Linked DNA regions of Ovis aries: region 2 is linked to region 1. Evidence: chromatin contacts called from public Hi-C data. All regions are on one chromosome and are shown on one strand. Each heading gives the region's core, a stretch centred on a gene start, on an enhancer-like site or on the middle of the called end of the contact. The rest is flanking DNA. Distances are from core to core; before and after follow the strand shown.

The links. Hi-C and Micro-C count contacts between places; a contact is called where the count stands out from the background.
Region 2: a Hi-C map of hypothalamus shows a contact between it and region 1, with 3 times the contacts expected there. The contact joins the promoter of FADD here to the promoter of LTO1 in region 1. A contact is called at or near these places in 6 of 16 Hi-C or Micro-C datasets (blood, hypothalamus, muscle and 3 more).

The regions. Positions count from the first base shown.
Region 1 is chr21:43,305,387-43,312,228 of ARS-UI_Ramb_v3.0, reverse strand. LTO1 (LTO1 maturation factor of ABCE1) reads left to right here and starts at 2,032. Exons shown (of 5, transcript XM_004019731.6): 1 at 2,032-2,200; 2 at 3,655-3,760; 3 at 4,829-4,899. The coding sequence starts at 2,151. It overlaps LOC132658381 (a long non-coding RNA gene), which reads left to right and starts at 2,546. Exons shown (of 2, transcript XR_009597960.1): 1 at 2,546-2,750; 2 at 2,992-3,285.
Region 2 is chr21:43,771,339-43,778,004 of ARS-UI_Ramb_v3.0, reverse strand. FADD (Fas associated via death domain) reads right to left here and starts at 4,749. Exons shown (of 3, transcript XR_006057529.1): 1 at 4,383-4,749; 2 at 1,860-2,893; 3 at 1-1,656. LOC121817559 (a long non-coding RNA gene) reads left to right here and starts at 4,897. Exons shown (of 2, transcript XR_009597859.1): 1 at 4,897-6,666.

The DNA.
Region 1 (6,842 bases), core at 783-3,282:
TTACCAACTTATTCATCCTGATGAAATTTATTTATTATTTTAATTTTCTATTGCTTTGGCTGCACTGGGTCTTTATTGTGGCTCAAGGGTTTAGTTGCTCCATAGCATATGGGATTTTGCTTCCCTGACCATGGATGGAACCTGTATCCTCTGCACTGGAAGGTGGATTCTTAACTGCTGGATCACCAGAGGAGTTCCCAGATAGAATTTAGAGTTTGACACATTTCCCCCAGATCCTGTGGAAACTGGGGTTGCATGTCTTCCTGTCTTGGGCGGGGCGGTAGTTATTCTTGTATAGGTTCTGCTCAACCTTATTTCTAAGAAACTATTGTGACCATGGTGAAGTGGATTTCCCTGAGTATCCCTGCTCAGACCACTACTAATCATTGTTCGAATAACGAAAAGCAAGTGATTTTTTTGGCGATTCAACTGCATAGGTACTTACTGAACTGTATTACAAATTCTGAGAGGGTCTTAAGTGCTTATTTTGGAATTTTTAGATGGACCACCGCACCTACATATAATGGCACTTTGTTTTCTTTTTTCCCCAAAGATAGTTAAGACTTCTTGCTCAATTTTATTGCATTGATTAGGTCTACTGGATGTGTTCAAAGCATTCTCGCTTTACTCCTGATTTTAACAGGAAAACTTTTGGTAATTCATATCTATGTTCCACTGTGGCTGACAGTTTGACATACCTTTTAAAAATCGTGTCCAGGAAGTACCTGCCATGGAAATGACAAATGGGAGGACTAACACTAGAAGCTTTTTTTTTTTTTTTTAAGGGGGGATGCCTTCAGCTGGACAGAGGGCTCTGGGGGTTGTTAATTACAAATCCTTTTGTGCTGATTCTTGACTCTCTGCCTGAATTATGAATAGGTCTACTTTTACTTGTGGCTCAGCTGGTAAAGAATCCACCTGCAAAGTGGGAGATGGGGGTTCGATCCCTGAGTTGATCGTCTCCAGTATTCTGGCCTGAAGAACGCCATGGTCTGTGTCGTCAGTGGGGTTGCACAGAGTCGGACGTGACTGAGCCACTTTCACTCACTACTTTTACTGGGGCTTCCCTCCTGGCTCAGATGGTCAAGAACCTGCCGGCAATGCAGGAGATCTGGGTTCGGTCCCTAGATTGGGAAGATTCCCCTGGAGAAGGGAATACCAACCCACTCCAATATGCTTGCCCTGGAGAATCCCATGGACAGAGGAGCCTGGCAGTCTATGGTCCATGGGGTGGCAAAGAATCAAACACGACTGAGCGACCAACACTTCCCCTTTCTGCTTTTGCTTTAAAAACAACCGCAAGAATAAAAACACAAACACTTTTATTGACAGTTTTCAAAGAACTCTAAAGTTTTAAGAACGGATGCCAACAGTTACTCATTGAGTGTTAAGAGGACCTCGGCTGTTCCTGTCACCCACTGCTGTTTCAGATTCCCGGGGCGTCGGGTCAGCCCTGCGTTGTTTCTCGAACAAAAGCCCAAATGCCCTGGAATACTGTTATCGCGGATTCAGTGGCCTTTTAGGTGGGGCGTCTCAAGTCTGACTTGGTCCTGGAAGGTGGCCCCTGGCTGTGGGTCGGGGTCGGCGGGGGACCCGGCCACTCTTGTCTGGGTACTGTCCCCACTCCGCGAATTGCGTTTCCTGGGACATTTTTCCCCCAAACCCCAAGGGCCCAGAGCTCCGGGAGGCGTTTGGTTCTTTGATAAATTTTCCAAGTTTCTTTCCCTGGTCCTTTCTGAGCCGCTGTTGGCAGTTCGGTGGCCTCTGCCTGGTTTTGGGAAAGTGAGATCATGGGTCAGCCCCGCGTGGCCAAGTGGATGCTCCAGGTGGGGACCGACCAACAGGCTGGCGGCCCGAGCCGGGGGGCGGGGCAAGGGGCCTCGGGGAGGGGCCGCGTCCCGGCCTAGCCCCGCCCAGCGCCGCCGCCGCCGCGCAAGCGCCCTGGGCCTGCCCCGGCGAGTGCTGAGCGCCCCGGCGAGTGCTGAGCCCTCCGGCGTGCCGTCGTTACCCGGCCTGCCCCGCGCGGTCGCCGCCGGAAGTGAACTTGGCGTCGCGAGTGGCCGGGGTTTCCGTGAGTTGTGGCCTCGCGTGTCCGCGGCTCCATCGCGGGGCGGCGGAGCCCGACGGGCGGAGGCTGGTCGGTGGCCGCCATGGCCGGGGATCAGGACATGTTCGACGCTGTCGTGATGGCAGATGAGAGGTGGGTGGGTCGGGGCCCCCAGCCCTCGCGTGTCGGCTCTCAGCCTTGGGCTGCGGCCCTGGGGGAGCGCACTGGGGCCCTGGGGGCATCCGGCGCGGGAGGGCCCAGGATGCTGTTACTTCCCCTTCTCGGGCGAGCGCCAGGCGCCCAGCTGCTCCTCAGGACCCGCCTCCCTCCTCTGGGGCTGCCCCCATGCATCTGCTCGGCCTGGTGACTGCCTCCCTCCAGGGACGCCCCGTCCTCGGGTGGCGCGGACCTCTGCCATCTGGGCGCTGCCCACCTCTTTCTCGTTCCTCAGTAATAGGACAGACGGCCGCATTCACGGACAGGCTCATCAAGGTGTCAGGCGTCATCCTTTTCCCTCCTGAGCCCCTGGGCAGCGCCTAGGGGCTGTGGCAAGGCAGGGGTGGCGGCGGGTGGGGGTGGTGAAGCTCTTGGCTGCTTTGATGGCTTTCTTCCAGTGCCCAGCCCGCTTGAGACATCGATAGACGTCCCTGAGAAAGAGGGAGCAGGAAGCGATCAGTCGCTGACAGTTCATTTGGAACTTGCTGTGAGCTGCAGGCTGAACTAAGCCTTGTACCCCCGTTATCTGTTTTATCCCAACTTGTGGACTAGATCCCGTCTTTGAGATGGGGAGGCAAGGTCGCTCCGGGGGCGGGAGCCAGTATAAGTGGGAATGACGCAGTTGGTCTCGCCGGGTGCTCCAGCCAGCCCCTTTCACTTCGGTGGCCCGTGGGTTGTGACAGTTCCGCTGCCGGCCCCTGTAAGTCAGAGCCTTTATTCTACCACAGGCCCTGCCGTCATGGTACACTTTGCAGCCAGTGTTGTTGCCTGGAGAATCCCAGGGACGGGGGAGCCTGGTGGGCTGCCGTCTGTGGGGTCACACAGAGTCGGACACGACTGAAGCGACTTAGCAGCAGCAGCAGCAGATGGCGCTTCTCCTTGCCTGGCTCCTGAGGTGTAATGGAAAAGCCTGGTGCAGACGGCAGAGTTTCGTTTGTCTGTTTTGAAGCTCTTGCCCAAACAGTCTAGCTTACAGACTCACAGAACTGGGGCTGCTGACTAAGTCACTGGGGAAATTTCAAAAAGCGGATTCCTGAACTTTAGTGAGATAAGGGCAAGGCTCCTGAATTTGTATCTTTGGGATTTTCCTGTGTGTTTCCAGTATTCTCCCCGGTTTGGGAATCCCTGATTTAGCCCAGCTTTCTCATTGTAGAAGCGCTGAGTTTGGCTTCAAGAAGTACAGCGACTTGCCACAGCAGAGGCTCGGGGAGGGGTGGAGCTGACGTTGGACCTAAGTTTTATGGTTTAGGTTCTCTTATTTTTCTTTAATGCTGCTAGGTCTCGTCTTGCAGTCTGGGTCTAGGTCTGGGTCACGTGGAGGAATGAGTTTTTCCAGGAAGAATCGTCTTTCTCCTGTTTATTCACTCAGACTTGCTGCTTCTCCGTTGCAGGTTTCACGGGGAAGGGTACCGGGAAGGCTATGAAGAAGGAAGCAGTTTGGGTATGATCGAAGGGAGACGGCACGGCACGCTCCATGGAGCTAAAGTCGGATCTGAAGTGAGTGGGGACCTCCCCCTGCCCCACCACCACCTAGAAAGGAGTCCTGTTCTTTTACTGTTGACAGTTTACCTTGACGGTCAGTATGATCAAGCCACAATTTCAGGCCTCTTAAAGTGGCAGTAGGCTAGATAGACTGTGGATGGAGGCGTATTCCTAGGGCAGAGCCTGCAGAGCCTATGGCTGTGTGGCGATGACGCAGGTGGATGGGCTGGAGGAAAAACAAGCCCCTCGTCACCTCAGTGGATGTCGAGTGTCGTGGTGCCGAGTCCTCTTGCAGAGAGTGAGCACCCCGGTGTCGTGTGAGAGCGTGCCGTGGATATTTACACAGGAATCCCGTAAACTCCCCGGTTTTCCTTTTCTCCTGCCTTTTGTCCTGGATGGGCCCTCACTTACAGGTGATTGGCTGTAAACAGCGAAGTCTGAGACCACTGGAACTGTATTAGGCATCTGTGGCTTCAAAACGAAATCAGTACAAGGCACGTGGCCTTAAAGACAACCAGTGTTACTTATCTCGCAGAGGTCCTGGGGGTCCGTGGTCCAGGAGCAGTTGAGCCGGGTGGTTCTGGCTCAGGGCCTCTTGATGCTGGAGTTAAAAGTCAGCCACTCGAAGGCTTGCCTGGGGCCAGAAGAGGTACTTCTCAGATGGCTTGCTCCCTCCGCATCTTCTGCATGTGGACTTCTCCTTAGAGCCGCCCAAGCGTCCTCCTAACCCTGTGTGGGTGGCCTGGGTGGGCAGGGCAGAGGTGACATTGCCCGTTAACACCTAAATCCGGAGGTCACGTGCCACCTCTTCTGTGTTCTGCTCATCACGGCCACCCGATACAGCTGGGAGACCCCACAGGCACAAGTACCAGTGGAGTGGGAGGCGGGGCCAGTGGGCCGCCTTGGAGGCCAGCTGTCCCGCTGATAACTCGACCTCCGACCTCCATTTCCTGCTCCAGCACAAGAAGACACGCCCTGCGCCCCCTCCCGTCCTCCCCCACTTTAGTTTTGAGAGCTTGATAATTAGATCAAATACAGCGCTCGGTTATTCATTGTGCTCTTAAATGTCTTGTCAATTCACAGATTGGGTGCTACCAAGGCTTCGCGTTTGCTTGGAGAGGTCTCCTGCACAGTTGCGCCACTGAGAGAGACAGGTAAGGCGGAACCTCCTTTCTTCTTTGGCGTCTGGACCAGAGTTGCGGTTCCGTGGTGCACCCTGATCGCGGGGGGTTAGAGTCTCAGTCTCCTCATCTGTAAACCGGAGAAAACAGTCGGGCTGAAATAAGCTTGTGCAGTTGTTACAAGGTTTACAGGAAATAGTGCCTAGCAGGTACGGGCCCGTTTGGGGTGTTGGATGAACACCTACTGTTTTCTCAAGGGTCCTCTGATCTCCCCCGCCTTTTCCCTGGAGGCCTTCAAGCACTCCCTGCCAGTGAAGGCAGGTTGAAAACGATTTTATCTTCTCGTTTCCCCTGAGCTTCTGATAAACAGAGCACAGTAGTCTGGGTGTGATCCAGGTTCAGAAATGGTGACCCCACTGTCACTGGGACTTTTTACGTAGCCAGGAGGTCTAACAAGGTGATCGGGCCCGTGTGTTTTGCCCGTGTCAGGAAGCGCTAAGGAGCCGTTAGCTGTCCTCTGTAGCGTGTAGCCTTCTGAACCTGTCAGAAGTTACAGGTGCCACTTCCTGAAGCCCCAGGACCCTGTCCCCACCTGCGGTCTTCACTCTTCACCCGTCCGTGAAAGGCTGTGCTGCCGCTCAGGGGATCCTACGCGGGGCTTCAGCGGCTGCCCCATGTCCTTCGGATGCCCGGTGGCTTTGCCTGGCCAGGGAGGGGCTCCAGGAATGTGAGTGACAGAGCGCAGAAGCCGCATTCCCCCGTCCACGTGACTTGTCATCTTATTTGGAATGTTTTGAATTTCTAGAATTTGTGCCACCGCCATATTCATGTGTCAGAGCAGGGATGCTCGAGACAGGGTCTGGGTGATTCTGGGGTCGCTGCTTTCTGACCTGTCCCATCACTGATCAAGTGGGATCTGACCAGACTCGTCCACCGCGCAGGGCCACCTTGAGGAGGTTTTCCTCTAAAGACCCAGCGGGCGGCGGCGTGGCCGGTGATCTGGCTGGGACGGTGGGTGGCAGCGCGTGGCAGCACTGGGTGCCGGTCAGGGCTACAGGTGCCTCTGCACTTCTGGCCCGTGAAGGTGGGGGTGGCGCGCCTGGTCTTGGAATTCTCCAGCAGCCTCCCCTTGTCCCTTTGCTGGCGTCTGCAGCGCATGGAGGGTGTGAAGGCTCCTGTACCTGGGGGCTGCCAACTCACACCCCAGGGCAGGGTCCCCCCCCACCCCGCCGCCATCCTAAAGCCGTGCCCCCAGGCTCCATCGGGGGAGGGGCACGTGGGTTGTGTCAGGGCTGGTCGGAGCCCCTCTGCCCCGACCCCACCAGCAGAGCCTGGTGGTCTCTGAACCACAGCCTAAATCCCTTCATCTTAGAGGAGTGACTTTTGGATTTTCTAAGCCTCTACAGTTTAAAAAAAAACGGTAGAAGGCGGACAGAGAACCTCCCACTGCCTTAGGTTCCAAGTAAGGATGTTAGAGGAGAAGTGCCCGCCCTGTGCGGCCTCACTCAGTGAAGCCAGGGGCTTCTCACCCGGAGAGGGCGTGTGGGGGCCCGTCTCAGCCTGCAGGACGGGGTGTCCAGCGGGTGACCATGGCTTTTGGACCCTCCCCAAGATGCCCTGCCCTCCTGCAGGCCGGTGGAGCCCCATTTTCCTGACCTGACAATGAGCGGGCCATACCCCCACCGTGCACCGGCCTTGACCATGCGCCAGGCCGTGCGTCTGGAGCAGCTGCAGTGACCAGCCATCGGGCGGGGCTGCTCGCGGCCTTGGGAGTGGGCGGTGGTCCCCGCGTCCGGCACGCACAGCAGTTCCACGTGTGGGCATCTGCCTTCTGTCTGCTGGAACCTAGCGCCTCGCTGCTTTCCTTCACTCACTTCGCCGGTTTGTGTTTCCCCCGAGAGGCAGCTGTCGTAATTCTTGTAAACTGGTTTCAGAACAGCAAACGTGAGCGGGTCCTGGTCGCTTTGAATGGCTGT
Region 2 (6,666 bases), core at 3,500-5,999, 460 kb before region 1:
GGCCGTATCTGGTGGACACCTGAAAGCCACACCACAGAAGCGGGGACACAGACAGCACACACGAAGACCGCGCTGTCCAGACGCTGGCTACCTTCCGGGGCCTTCACTGTCCAGAGCTGCCCTGACGCTGGCTGGCTACCTTCCACCCCCGGGGCTCACACTGTCCAGAGAGCTGCCCTCTGACGCTGGCTGTCTACCCTCCACCCCTGGGGCCCGCACTGTCCAGAGAGCTGCCCTCTGACGCTGGCTGTCTATCCTCTACCCCTGGGGCCCACACTGTCCAGAGCTGCCCTCTGACGCTGGCTGTCTACCCTCCACCCCTGGGGCCCGCACTGTCCAGAGAGCTGCCCTCTGACGCTGGCTGTCTACCCTCCACCCCTGCGGCCCGCACTGTCCAGAGCTGCCCTCTGACGCTGGCTGTCTACCTTCCACCCTCGGGGCCCGCACTGTCCAGAGCTGCCCTCTGACGCTGTGTACCTTCCACCCCTGGGGCCCGGACAGGCCCTGCTGCTTTCTCTGTCCACTTGCACTGTCCATTCATGCCGCCAGCCTGTGCAGTCTCACCTCAGCGCCTGGAGGGCAGCTGCGGTGGAAGCCTCCTGACTGCTGACGGTGGAGCGCCTGGATGCTCCCATCGGCCTGCAGCCCACCTTCGGAGGCAGTGTCCTCTGCAAGTTCGCCTGCCACCAGGCTCTGTGGCTTTGCCCCAGTGGCCCACAGGCGCCAGGGCAGGCCACCTCCAGGCCCCAGGGAGGCTGACAGCAGTGCCTGGAGGAGGCGCCTCTCTGCCCCGACCTCAGGCGCCAGGGCAGGCCACCTCCAGGCCCCAGGGAGGCTGACAGCAGTGCCTGGAGGAGGCGCCTCTCTGCCCCGACCTTAGGTCACATGACAGGTTTGCTGAGGCTGTTCCAACTGCTTCACCATCCACGGCAGGAGGGCAATCCCAGATGTCAGTGTCTGGGGGACAGTGCTTCACCCTCGAGGACGCAGCACGGAGTGAGCCAGTGGCAGCGCCGGGCCCAAGCAATGGAAAGCTCTGAGTGCTGTAAGCACATGTCCAAATGTCCGTAAGAACACCTGGAGTGACGGAGGGGTGGTCCCTCCCCGCTGTGAGGACCACATGGGGATGCAGGCCAGGTCTCAGGATGCTCAGGATCCTCACCCATTGGTAGTAGCATCTGCCATAAACCACGAGGGATGGGCACCATCTCGTAGTCTGCCTCTGGTCAAGACACGTGGGCACATTTCCCAGAACACCCATTTCCCAAGGCAACCCACTGGCCAAGCCCCGCCTTTACTGGTGGTGGTGACGTTACTATTACACACAGACTCGCCCTGACCCAAAGCCTCTTCAGCACATCACCCTGGGCTGGGCCATGGCTCTGGGGCTGAATGGGCTCAGCTCCCAAACTTGTGACGCGTGGTTAACGCCGGTGTTCCAGCCAGACTTTCAGAGCAGGGCCATGTCTGTCTTGTCTGCTGCCTGGGCTCAGCTCCCAGCAGTGCCCGGCGCAGTCAGGATCTGCCAAAGGCTGGGCCCACAGCCGGGCGGCGAGTGCTGTCTTGGCAACCCAAGGTCAGGGTGGCACAGCATGACGTCAGGAGCTTTCCCAAGGTCACAGCTAGAAGGTACGCGGCGGGGTTCTCTGATGCCTCCTGCAGGGAGGCAGGGCCCACAGCAGGTGAGGGCTGCCCTCTGGCAGATCATGGCCCACTGCGGTAAACACCCCCGTTGGCAGTGGTCCCTGGAGCTGATAGGAAACACAGGCACCCTCCTACAGGTTGGGCCTGCGATAACCGTCAAGGGACAGTGAAATTGGCTACAGCGGGACTTCTGAGAACCCGTAAAATGAGCTCACCATCCGTGGGAAGAGGAAACCGTCAGGTGGAGGTCTCTTGCAAAGGCACCTGCTTCAACAGGACTTCAAGCAGGAAGAAAAGGTGCTTCTCAGAATCCGAGGATTCAGCTTCTTACTACTTTTGTTATCAGAAAAAGTGACTGTTAGCAATCCATTGTGGAACTGGAGTCATGATTCATCTGACAACCAGCATGTGCCGAGCGCCTGCTGCCTGGCCCCATGGCAGGGGGCTCGCTCCCCGAGCACTGAGAGCCTGGGCTGCCTCCCAGACCCGTGAGGGCGCGCCTCACCCCGCCACCCGCCCTGGAGATGGTCTGCACTGCCAGTCTCCAAGCCTCTGGCAAGTGCAGGGGCAGGAGAACGAGCCAGGCGTTCCAAGCGTGGGTTCCGGAGCCCAGCGCCCCCAGCACAACGACCTCCAGCTCCTCGCTCTTCAATGCTGCGCATCCTCTCGTGTCTGGGAGCACCAAGTTTCACAGACCCCTACTTCATACCGGGCACGGCACCACACGCCCTCCCGGAGGAGCTTATTTAATGGGGACGATGGTACACACAGTGGCCCCCACCCGGCTGGCACAGAGGAGTGTGGGCCCACAGCCGCCTCCCTGAGTCTTCACGGGGCTGGCACGGATGGCACGTGGTCAGGACCGTGCAGCTGCCCTCGGTCCCCATGGAAGAGTCGCTGGGTCGTCAGGAGGCTCCCGGGGCAGCGGAGCCCGAGTCCCAGGCCATGAGGGACCCGGGGTTTGCACTCCTTCTCTGGCGGGCCTGGGCCCACTGGTCCTCCTCAATGAGATCTGCCACCACGTTTAGCTGGCAGCCCCGGAGCGCGCTCACCAGGCATGACACAGCTGCGTCCTCCCTAGCGCTGTTCTTCCAGACCCTCAGCAGCTCCCTCACCTGCTCCACCAGGTTCCGGGGGTACTTCTCCTCGATGGCTTCAATCTTGATCTCAGACACTCTGAGGCGACGAGCCAGCCTCTTCCAGTCCTTCCCCACGTTATCACAGATGATCTCCATCGCCGCCCGCAGGTCTGGTGGGGGAAAAGGGCAGAGTGGTAACCTGCGGTCTGGGGAGCTGTTTAGAAAACAGATAACCGCACACTGGCTGACGGGCCTCCTGGTGCTGACCCAGGTGCTGGGGACCCGAAAGGCCCTTCCACAGAGGCGGACGCCACCCTGCAGCAGAAGGACCAGGGAAAGCTCCATGCTGCCTCAGCCAGCCACACCGTGAAACACTACCCACAAGGCGCAGCCTGCTCTGAAGACTTACTGGTTGGGGGGGTCTTGTAATGGAGACGCCCACTCAGGCCTGAGTAGAGTTGCACCTCTATCCCAACCTGCAACGGGGTTGAATGGGGGGCCCTAGAAGGTACACACATGTCAAATCTCTGGAACTGTGAATGGGAACTTTCTTGGAAAAGGGTCTTTGCAGATGTGAGAGTAAGCTGAGGATCTCGAGATGAGGGGATCATCTTAGATTATTCAAGTGGGCCCTAAATCCACTGACAGGACCACGTGCCGTGGAGGCAGAGACTGGAGGGGTGTGGTCACAAGCCAAGGAATGCCTGGAGTCCCCAGAAACCAGAAGAGGGAGGAAGGACCCTCTCCTAGAGCTCTCAGAGGGAGCATGGCCTACTGACACCTGGATCTGACCACTGGCCCAAGAAAGGTAAGAGCAGCAGATTCTGTTGCTTTAAGCCACTGAGACACAGTCATTTGTATGGCAGCCCTAAACAGCCCACTTGCTGCTCTGGAAGATGCCCTGACTGACACCAGGCTTCAGTCCCTGGCTACTATGTCCTCATCTGCTGAGAAGTCACTCCTGAGATCAGACTAGACAAAATGCTTCTTGGAAGCAAAGCTTCATCTCCAACCACAAACCCCTGATACGCTGTCAGCCTGTATGCCAACTCCTCCAGCCCCGTGAGGTGGGCACCTGTGTTGCTGACCACTGGGAGAAAGCAGGAAGTGGAGGCCCAGGGAAGGGAAGTGCAAGTCACTTCCTGAGGTCACAGCCAGCCACAGAATGGCAGAGCCAGGAAGAATCCCTTATACAAAAGCAGCGCCCTATCAACCCGCCCTTCCTGCTGAGGCTCTTCTGGAGTCCTTTCACCCCTGTCCCGCCCGGGAGGTCAGCAACGTCTTCTTCTGTCCAATAACTTCTAACTTTCCTGGAGGGAGAGGGGTGGAGAAGAAAGCACTGAGGCTGGATGGGGCAGGGGGCGGTGGTTGTCCACGCTCCGCAACTTAGGCTAAGTTAACTTCTCTGAGCTTTGGTTCTCCTGTCCGCAAAGCGGCCACGTTCCCGTCTCTCGGGGCTGTTTAGGGAAAACCCACGGAAACCGAACCCGGAAAAGGCTGGGCGCCTGGAAGATCGACAGCTGACCCCGCCAACCCCCACAGGGTCCCCAGGCACCCCTCGCCCCTCTCCTCCCGCGCCGCTCCGCGCCCGGCCCCCGCTCCCCGTCCTTCGCCCGCACGCCTCCCGCCCGCACCCCGGCCCCCGGCCCTCGCCCCCACCTCGCTCCTCCGGCGCCGCCCCGGCCTCCGCGCCCCGTTCGAAGTCGTCCAGGAGGCACAGGAGGTCCTCGCGCCGCAGGGAGCCGAGCAGCTCGCGCAGCAGCGCGGTGCGCTCGGCGCTCAGCTCGTTCTGCTCGAGCAAGACGGTGAAGAGGTCCAGGCCGCTCTGCGCGAGCTCCAGCTTCCTCTTGCTAACGCGGTTCCGGCACAGGAACTTGAGCTGGGTCAGGTCGCTGCTCGACAGTCCGACCGACACCGAGTGCAGCAGCACCAGGAACGGGTCCATGGCGACAGGAGTCCCCGCGGGCTGGGCCGCGCCTCCTCACGGACCCTTCGCGCCTCAGCCTAGTGGCGGCGAATGCAGTTTGGGGAGCTCGATAGCCCGTCGCCGGAAGTATCCCGCCGGGCCGGTCCTCTCGTGGTAACTTCCGGGACTCGCGCATGCGCTGCAAGCCGAACCGTAGCCATTTCCGCCCGGGAGGCTCCCTGCTGACGCCAGGCACCGCCCCTGACCGGGGACCCGGAAGATCTCTGTCGGTGCGCCCTGACGACGGTCTCCCTGTGAGGACCGGCAGCTTTACGGGTCCCAATCAGTGCAGACGGTGACTGCAGCCATGAAATTAAAAGACGCTTACTCCTTGGAAGAAAAGTTATGACTAACCTAGGTAGTATATTCAAAAGCAGAGACATTACTTTGCCGACGAAGGTCCGTCTAGTCAAGGCTATGGTTTTTCCTGTGGTCATGTATGGATGTGAGAGTTGGACTGTGAAGAAGGCTGAGTGCCGAAGAATTGATGCTTTTGAACTGTGGTGTTGGAGAAGACTCTTGAGAGTCCCTTGGACTGCAAGGAGATCCAACCAGTCCATCCTAAAGGACATCAGTCCTGGGTGTTCATTGGAAGGAATGATGCTAAAGCTGAAGCTCCAGTACTTTGGACACCTCATGCAAAGTGTTGACTCATTGGAAAGACTGATGCTGGGAGGGATTGGGGGCAGGAGGAGAAGGGGACGACAGAGGATGAGATGGCTGGATGGCATCACTGACTCGATGGACGTGAGTCTGAGTGAACTCCGGGAGTTGGTGATGGACAGGGAGGCCTGGCGTGCTGCGATTCATGGGGTCGCAAAGAGTCGGACACGACTGGGCGACTGAACTGAACTGAACCCCTAAACCCAGAGCGCAGTCAGCGTCCGTTTCCTTTGGAATGTTGCGCTGCGGGTGCTCTTAATAACAAGTTTATGAACATTTGTGAAAATGCATGTCGTTTGGGCTTCCCTGATGGCTCACTGGTAATGAATCGGCCTGCCAATGTTGGAGAGGCGGGTTCGATCCCTGGGACAGGAAGATCCCCTGGAGAAGGACATGGCACCCGACTCCAGTGCTTGCCTGGGAAATCCCGTGGACAGAGGATGGGGCGTCACGGTCCATGGGGTCACAAAAGAATCAGACAGGACTTAGCGACTAAGCAACGAATGTCCTTTAGTAACCCCTGCAAATCTGTGTGCAGGAAAGACACTTAAGAGCTTTATTTAGTTTTTAAAATTTGATAAAAACGTGATTTCTAAAGTTATCGTCGTTATTGTGGAAGGCTTACTGGCGTTTCTTGATGCCTACTGTGTACCATGGAGTAGGTCCTGGAGACAATTCAGGAACAAAGCGTGGAAGGCCCCACCTGCCCGGAGCTTGCAGCATCAGTGCACAAGGTTACCTCATGCAGATAAGAAAGTGCCGTTAAGCCAGAAGTCAGCTCGAACCAGGGGCCAAGAGCATGGAGGTGGGGAGTGTGGAGGTGGGGGTCTCTACATGTGGAGAAGGCGGTTCTGGAGCAGGCCCCAATGTGCAGGCGTGAGGGGCCAGGTAGAGAGGTGTGGGGGCCGTAAAGGCGGGCCCACGGCAAGAGCAGAAGCACCGAGGAGGGCGCAGGGTGCTGGGGCAGAGCTGGGAAGGCAGGGGGTGGTCGGTGAGGGGAGGGGGCGAATTAGGAGGAGCCAGGTCGGAACCCAGCTTTACCTTCCCTAAGCCCCTGCAGAGGGTGAGAAGAAGCCTGAAGCCATCTGAGTTATGTTGGGAAAAAATTGAGATGTAATTCATATTCCCTGCAACTCACCCTTTTAAAGTGTACAGTTCAGGGGCTTTCCTTGTGGTGCAGTGGTTAAGAACCTGCCTTGCAATGCAGGGAATGCTGATTGGAATCCTGGTTGGAGAACTAAGATCCCACATGCAGGGAGGTGACAGCCTTCACTATGCCACTAGAGAGCTCGCAGTCCGGCAGGAAACATCCCG